2 separate regions of the Mus musculus genome follow, and region 2 is linked to region 1. Evidence: chromatin contacts called from public promoter capture Hi-C data. All regions are on one chromosome and are shown on one strand. The core of a region is the stretch at or near the end of the contact, and the rest is flanking DNA. Distances in the headings are between cores, read along the strand shown.

What was found. Promoter capture Hi-C pulls out the DNA fragments that hold promoters and counts their contacts.
Region 2: a promoter capture Hi-C map of the HPC-7 cell line shows a contact between it and region 1, with 13 times the contacts expected there. The contact joins the enhancer-like site here to the promoter of Arhgap15 in region 1. A contact is called at or near these places in 7 of 39 promoter capture datasets (the C10 cell line, the HPC-7 cell line, cranial neural crest and 4 more), 1 of 484 Hi-C or Micro-C datasets (pro-B cells) and 1 of 115 datasets of contacts at active chromatin or transcription factors (large pre-B cells).

Annotation. Positions count from the first base shown.
Region 1 is chr2:43,746,212-43,750,098 of GRCm38.p6, forward strand. It overlaps Arhgap15 (Rho GTPase activating protein 15), which reads left to right and starts at 2,613. Exons shown (of 14, transcript NM_153820.3): 1 at 2,613-2,688. The coding sequence starts at 2,678. The region is part of intron 1 of Gm39804 (a long non-coding RNA gene); the gene reads right to left.
Region 2 is chr2:46,523,423-46,527,600 of GRCm38.p6, forward strand. No RefSeq gene overlaps it. Among named protein-coding and RNA genes, the nearest start is that of Gm13470, 83 kb to the left of the region's middle. Within about 2 kb of position 2,024, at least 19 of the 459 cell types and tissues checked have an H3K27ac peak or open chromatin away from gene starts, as enhancers often do. A contact at or near this core is called in the HPC-7 cell line and pro-B cells, where this site is marked.

The sequences.
Region 1 (3,887 bases), core at 1,363-3,862:
CATTTGAAATGTAAATGAAGAAAATACCTAATTTAAAAAATAAAAATTAAAAATTTAAAAATAAAAAAAAAACCTGTCTAAGACAGTTGGTAAAACTGTTTGAGAAAGATTAGGAGGTGTGGCTTTGTTTGCCTCTCCTCTCCTCTCCTCTCCTCTCCTCTCCTCTCCTCTCCTCTCCTCTCCTCTCCTCTCCTCTCCTCTCCTCTCCTCTCCTCTCCTCTCCTCTCCTCTCCTCTCCTCTCCTCTGTTCTCCTTTTCTCTACTCTGCTCTCCTCTCTTCTCCTCTCCTTTCTTCTTCTTCTTCTTCTTCTTCTTCTTCTTCTTCTTCTTCTTCTTCTTCTTCTTCTTCTTCTTCTTCTTCTTCTTCTTCTTCTTTTCTCTCTCTCTCTCTCTCTCTCTCTCTCCCCCCCCTCTTTGCTTCTTACTTCTTGCTACTGGTCATTGTGATTGAGAATATAAACCTCTCAGCTACTGCTCCTTTCCCATGCCTGTCTACTTCCTACCATGTTGATAAAGGACTGAACCTCTGAAACTTTAAGCAAGCTCTCACTTAAATTCTTTCTCTTGTAAGGGTTGCCTTGGTCATGAAGTTGCGTCATAGAAATCAGCCAGTAACTAAGAAACTTATAGTTTTTAGAGATGTGCAGATTAGTTAAACCTACTTATTTTGCTCCCTACAGCAGAATTTTTATATCTCTGTGCTCCATTATGTGGATAACTCACTGAGTTTTCAGGAAAGTAAATGGCTTGGCCAAGGCTAAGCAGCAGCAGCAAAATTGGTGCCTGGATTCAGCTTTCCTCCAGTCGATCATCATTCTTCCTACTTCCTTGCAGACACCAAGAGTGAACACTCAGCAAAGTACCCGTGGACCCATATATCTAAGGAGGTCCATTTAGGAAGGACATTAGACAGCGAATTGAATGAGTGAGATTGGAAAGCAGTCCCCAACTCTGTGTTCCACAGAGCTCTCATCCAATTAATCTGATGAGAAGATACTGTGATCTATTTTCTCACACATTTGGAAGGAAATGACTCTGCTCCTGTGCCACGCCTGTCTGCTTTCTGCCATGTTGATAACGGACTGAACCTCTGAAACTTTAAGCAACCCCTCAGTTAAATTCTTTCTCTTGTAAGAGTTGCCTTGATCATGAAGTCGCTTCATAGCAATCAGCCAGTAAGTAAGGGCCGTTCATTTACACAACGGAATACTACTTAGCTATTAAAAGTAAGAACATCGTGAAATTTGCAGACAAAAGATGGGACTACAAAACATCCTGAGTAAGGTAACCCAGACCAAAACTGACATGCATGGTATATACTCACTTATAATTGGACATTAGCCTTAAGGATACCCATGCTACAATCCAACAGAGCCAAAGAAGTGAAATAACCAAAAGGGCCCAAGGAAGGATGCTTGAATCTCACTTAGAAGGGGAAGTAAAATAGTCACTGGGGATGGGTGGAGGAAGGGAAATGCAGGGGAGAGAGGATGGGGAATGGTGTGTAGGTTTAGGGAGAGCCGGGAGAGTGAAGAGAAATTGGCCTGGTGGGGGATGGGGTGGGGGAATGACTCTGACATGCCAGAGATCTGGCATTGGGAAGACCTCAGGCAGTCTATGAAGGTGACTGTAGCTGAGACTCCTAACAGTAGCAGATATGGAGTGGCTACCTCCTGCGTTATACGGGACTCCCAGTAGAGGGATAAGGACACCAACCCACCCTCAAAATCTTCCACCGATCTCCTTTTTGTGATACCTTGCAAATCTCAAAACCTTACTAAGCCTGGTAACTAAGGGGCAGACTTTCAGTGTAGATGCACACATGAGGGCTGATCCTGAGATCAGCTGAAGCTTGCTATCAGAGGGACAGGCGCTTGCCCAAAGGACAGCCCTTGGACAGTTTATTCTGACGTTTTCTTTATGTTAGACTAAAGGGCTGTGTGGTTTGCACAAATATTTTTCATGGCATTTCAGATCTGCTTGGGAAACTCAGAGAGAATGTGCCAGGGTGAAACTTCATGCTGTTTCATGCTATAGCAGGCATTCTGAGCAACTCTCCCTGGGCACCTGCTGGCTCTGGGATTCCTGCTCTAAAGTTCTGGTGCATCTGCACCTAACTCAAGTAGTCTCTTGTATGTCTAGCCACAAGTGTGGCAAGTACCAGTACTGGGTTAGAGCTGAGGTCTTGGTTTCCCAATAGATATGCAGTGCTTTTTTGATAGCATGAATATACATAAGATAACCCAGGCCTTACTAGAAGACAGAGAAAGAGGAACTTTCCACTCTTCTTGACAGCCAGTTCCTCCCCTGACCCAACCCAACCCAGTGGCTAAAATTTTAATCACATTTTCTCTTTTAGAATAACTTGATGCACCACATATAAATATACGACACTTGAAAACTGACTATAACATTGATAAATAATGATATTATTGACTGACTGTGCAAGGCAAACTCTAAGGGGAATAATGTGGTTAACTACATGTACCCAGGAAGTGGGTTGTTTTTTAAAGTCTCTGCTCACCCTTTGCCCCCGCCTTTTTTTTTTTTTTCTTAAGTACTGAAATTAAGCAGCAACGAACACAGGCCTCCCCTTAGGACACGTGACCTTACTCCTTTCCGTTTTGTTGTAAGAGTCAGTAAAAGGAGTTGATGGCAGTTTTAATAGCAAGTCACCATGGAGAAAAGGTATGTAACTTTACATTTGTACTGTGGGTTAACTACTTGAAAGTATTGCTGGCACAAATGCATAATCATTTCTACAGATTGGAAGGCTCTTACCTATGAGCCAAATATCAGCTTGTTTCTTTCAGTGCAGAAAGGTGTATTCTGTCTCATAACTGCAACTGTCAAATTCATACTTCCTTTATGGAAATATTATACTAGTATCTTTTCATGATTTTAGACTAAAATGTTAAAGACTGAGTATAGAAAAGTTTTAGATTGAAAGTGCTTTTAAAAGTAATTGTTCGTAAAATACATGAGACCATGTGCCCTTAACTGATAGCTACTTTAAAACTCGAATTATCAGAAATACACATAACGAGAGAAAAAAAAAAGCCACTATAAATAACAATAGGAGAGGGCCTCTTAAATTTCAGTGAGAAAAATACTCCCTCTCAGGCAATATGTAAAGAGCTATAAGAAGGTTCTCAAACATAACTGGATAAAACAGCCACTAAGAAGCAAGAAAATTGTATCACATAAAATGATAAGCTTCGTCACAACTGAGCATTTCCCCTAACATTTCTGTGTTGAACTGGATAACATCAGGCCAACTTTCTAATTCATAAAAAGACATTTATGTTGAAAACAAACGTTTCACCTGATTTCACTGGCTGTTGTTTCTGGGAAGAGGGCTCACTTGAGACATCCTTTTGTTGTTTAAGGTAACTGTATTTTTAAGTGTTCTGAAATAATAAACCTTTGAAATGAAAAGAATTTGTTCACTGCAAACCAGCAAGAGCTTTGCTTAGCCACTGACATTGTGCCAATGTCTCCGTGCATTCTAATGTAGCTAGAGATATCATCAAAATGTTGCTAATCTGAGACAAATAGCTAAACAAATATAACTGGAGAGTTTTGTAAAAATTTAATAAAAGCGCAAGATATTATCCCCTTGTCTCTCACAGTATTTTATCGTGCTGGTGGATAAGGAAGTGCACCCCACAATGCAAATATTGGGGGTTATTAAAAATGGTTACAGGATTGATAAGTGGCAACAATCTTTTTTCTTTTATTGTGCTCTATTGAAAGACATTTATACATATTTTTTGACATAGTCAGTTTTAAAGGAAATTATTCAGCAGGCTGATACACTCATGTCACGATGCATTTAAGTTCTCTTCAATTGTCCACACTGAAGCTAGCTACTTGTTGACTGTTGA
Region 2 (4,178 bases), core at 774-3,273, 2.8 Mb after region 1:
GCCTTAGAAAGTGACAGAATAAAATAGTTTTACCACTTGATAAGACAATTATCCCAATGTTCTTTCCCATCAGGAAGGGTTGTAGCTACTTAATCATTAGGACGTTATTTTATATACTTTCTTTCTCTTCATTTTTAAGTGTTCTCATTCTCCTGACTTGGGCCTAAACTTGCTTCTTGATCTAAGAATGTTTATATGACCTGCAGCAAAAGATTCCTTCTGTGATTCAACAATACTTCACACCACACTGTCTCAGTGTCAGAAAGAAGAAAGAAGAACTGTTCATGGTGGGCTGTCTGCCTACTTCCCCTGAATTCAGTGTGCTGCCCCTGTCTTCAGAGTAAGGCACTGCCTAGGATGTCAGGGGCACCATGCTCTTGAGAGTAAGGGGGAATTTATACCTGTTTCCATGAGAAGTGTAGGCCACATATAGGATACTGACACTCAACAAAAGCACGCCTTATTTCTCTCACCAGCCCTCATGCTCCTTCTCTCCCAATTCAGTTCCCAAAATGTGAAGCCTACCAGCTTCACTGGACAATCCTTACTTAAAGCATTGACAGAATTAAATGTGATATGAACTATTCCACTACATTTTTTTCCAAAACATGTATTTATGGTATTTGCTAACCTTTACAGTGAAGGAGGAATTTAATCATAACACCCAAAGAAATAATATTTGCAAATTACCATAGAATGTGTTTATTGTATTTGGGGCCAAGACAAAGATTATACAATTAAAAACGTTGCCTAAAAGTATTTCCCTCCTTTGAGGATTCAGCTAAATTTAGAAAAGAATCTGTTCTCATGTTTTTATTTAAACAAAAATATTGAGCTTTCAAAAATGCATCTTAGCAGACACATACACAGTGCATATACCCACACAGATGTATTTTGTATTTTATAACACTCTTCTCTGATTATCATATCATATACATCTAGGTGTGCAGTTGACTGCAGTTTGAATGAGTTACCGTTAATGCTGAACAAGGGCTGTACTCTCTTTCTACCCACACTGGTAATCATCACCTCTTCTCTCAGAGGTATCAGTGACCTTGTGCTTTTTCTCTAACAGATCCTGGTGGAAATTTCCTGCTAATTCATGTGGTGACTGCTTTGTAACCATGGTATTTCTCCAAAACAAGAGGGAAGAGCCCTGTGTTTCCTCTTCACCAATGAAGAGAAATGATGAATAGAAATTCTTTTAGTGAGGCCTTTCCTTTGTGAACTTTAGAAACTTCTCTAATCATTTCTGTAACAGGTTTTGCAACCTCAGTGATCGGAGAGAAGATAACAATCCTGAAAATAGTGGGGAACACTGGCCTCCCTTTGACAACACGGAGCTGCCAATGTGGATTCCATGAGTGTGAGGACAGGAGGAAGCTTCTTATCACAGAAACGAGTGGGAGAGACTTGCATGTGGAAGCGAACAGCAGTGGAGATTCTTGGCTGAAAGATAATGATGACGGTAACAGGATGCCATGCTGTTCTCTGAGAAACAACGTGAATATTCTCAAGAAGGAGAAAAGAATACATAAAACACCACAGCTGCCAACACTGCAAGCAAAATATATTAATTCAGAATCAGAGAGGCAGCCTGCCCTCCGTGCCCCCACCCCCACCCCCTTGCTGCTTCAAAGAACAATGTGAAAAAAGGGAAGGCCAGTTGAAACTACCCTTCTTGTCTTTCTCTTCTGTAACAAATGACACGAAAGCAGAAAGGAAGAGAACAACTCCTGCCTTTTTCCTTGGTATGGAAGAAGACGCAAGAGTTTACAAACCAGCTGACAAGAGTTTAAACAGAAAAGATCAAGTGGAAAAAAAAATATGGAAGTCTCCGGGCTTTGAGGGCTGTAAGATATTGTGCAGGGGTGCAGGCATGCAGATTGGCTTTGAAAGTCACAGGATGAGAATGACACTAGTTCCAAGCCAGTGAGAGCCAGCAGGAAATGTATGAAGGATGTGGGTTTGTCTTAGTTAGGAGGGAGGGAAGGCACATGAGCGTTTCTTTCAGTTGACTGATTCTAAATAAGCCACTCACACATGAGGCATCGTCCTCAGGTCTGCTTCCTACGTCTAGGTCAGCCATGACCAGGAGAGGACCATCAATCACTCCTACTCACAAAATGGAGTGAGTGTGATTGATTGCTTAGGACTGAATTAGCCCTGCCTGATTCATGGGAACCTTAATGGAATCTGGAGGCCCTGAACTGGAAACTTAGGTTTTGGCCTGGAAATGGACCCCAAACCTTGGGGCTAACTCCAGGTGTGCCCTAGTCAATCCAAACCCTCAGCTGTGAGGAGGAGGAGGAGGCACCGGAGAGCTGCAGATTGCCACTTTTGTTTTATATCATTTTAACACTTGAAGGTTTTCTTTCTAAAAATCATGAGAACGATAAGGCAGCTTGTTTCTGTAGGAGATCAAACTCCACTACCACTTTCATGAGGAATATGCTTATTTATCTTGCTCAGATCAGTTCCATGCACAGAGATACAATAGAAACAACTTTTCAGAAAGTATACATGGGTGTGCAGTGAAACGCCCAACACTTACCTAACTTCACTCTAGCATTGTATAGTCATTGACAGGAGGCTGAATTAATTACTTTCCCCTTGATGTGATAAAATATCCTAAGAGAAGTAGACTGAACAGGCAGTTAGTTTGCCTCAAGGTCCTAGGGTCCAGTCCATCCTGATATGGAAGTCCTGTTGGAAGGAGTATAGGCAGCCAATCACATTGCATTTGCAATGAAGAAGCTGGGGGAAATGGACACTGTGCCCAACTTCCTTTGCCCTTGGTTTGCCTAAGACGCCACCCATGGAATGCTGCTACTCAGTTAGAGTGGTTTTTTCCAAGGTTGTCTTTCACAGGTCTTTCCCCAGACCTGTAAGGTAGCAATGTTACAACACATAGCTGGTATAAACAGGAGTATTGTGAATATGTTGTTTCAAGACTACAAGGTCAACTTTGAGAGACCATGTTTATTTTAAAAATGAACCTTTGTCCTTCCTACACTCAAATTGTCCTATATTGTATAAGACTCTGTGGAAGAAAAAGATGGCAGAGAGTTCAGGGCTTTCTTTATACCCCTTGAAAAAGCCTTTGCCTCCTTCACTATATATAGAAACCATTAGGGTTCAATATTTTTATATGCTAGCAGTTTTAGTTTCTATAGTTTGTTTGTTTGTTGGAGAGACAGGGTTTCTGTGCCATATGTTTGTTTCTCTGAGAGACAGGCTGGCTGTACTGAAACTCACTTTGTAGACCAGGCTATCCTCAAGCTTACAGAGATTATCTGCCTCTGCCTCTCAAAGGCTGGGATTAAAGGCATGTGTCACCATTGCCCTATTATAGTAGTTATTTAGTCTCAATTGGGGTTTCTACCCTATCTTTGATCATTCAATTCCCATATAAAAGTAAAAAAAAAAAAAAAAAACAAAAAAACTTTATATTATGACAAGCCTTTAAAGCACTAGAGCAAGGCAGAATCTGCTTTCTATGCTATTATGTCTACTTCTTGTCAGTAACTCCATTATAACTTGTCACATTACATCTGGACTGCTCTTAACTCCAATTGGCTAGCTAGGCTTCATGTCCATGTGTTTATGGTTCACCTACCCCATGGCATGTTCTTTGCTCTCCATCTTTTCTCTCCCTGCCTCTTCATGGTCCTCCTCTGATCCTAAGCCCAGGAACCTACTTCTCTTTGCTCAGAGGTGGGCATTTCCAATCAATAGTTTGCAAATAAGGAGCAAATTCACATAGCATTATCTGTGTATGTGAGGATCTTCCCATTCCTAAGGAAAAACAGGGCCAGTATTTAGCATTACAATAGATAGCAACAGACCAAACCTCAACAGTGCCTGGCTGAGTTTTCAAGTCAATGCCCTATTGCTGTGAAGAGACACCATGGCCAGGGCAACTCTTTGAAAGGAAAACATTTCAATCAGGATGCCTTTCAGCTCAGTTTAGTCCATTATCACCATGGGAGGATGTACTGTAGAATGCAGGCAGGCATAGTCCTGGAGATCTGACAGTTCTACATCTGGATCAGCAGGCAGCAGAAAGATAGTGAGCCATCTGGGCCTGGCTTTAGCTTTTGAAGCCTCAAAGATCACCCCCAGTGAAGCATTTCCTCCAATAGGGCCATACCAACTCTCACCAGGCCACATGTGCT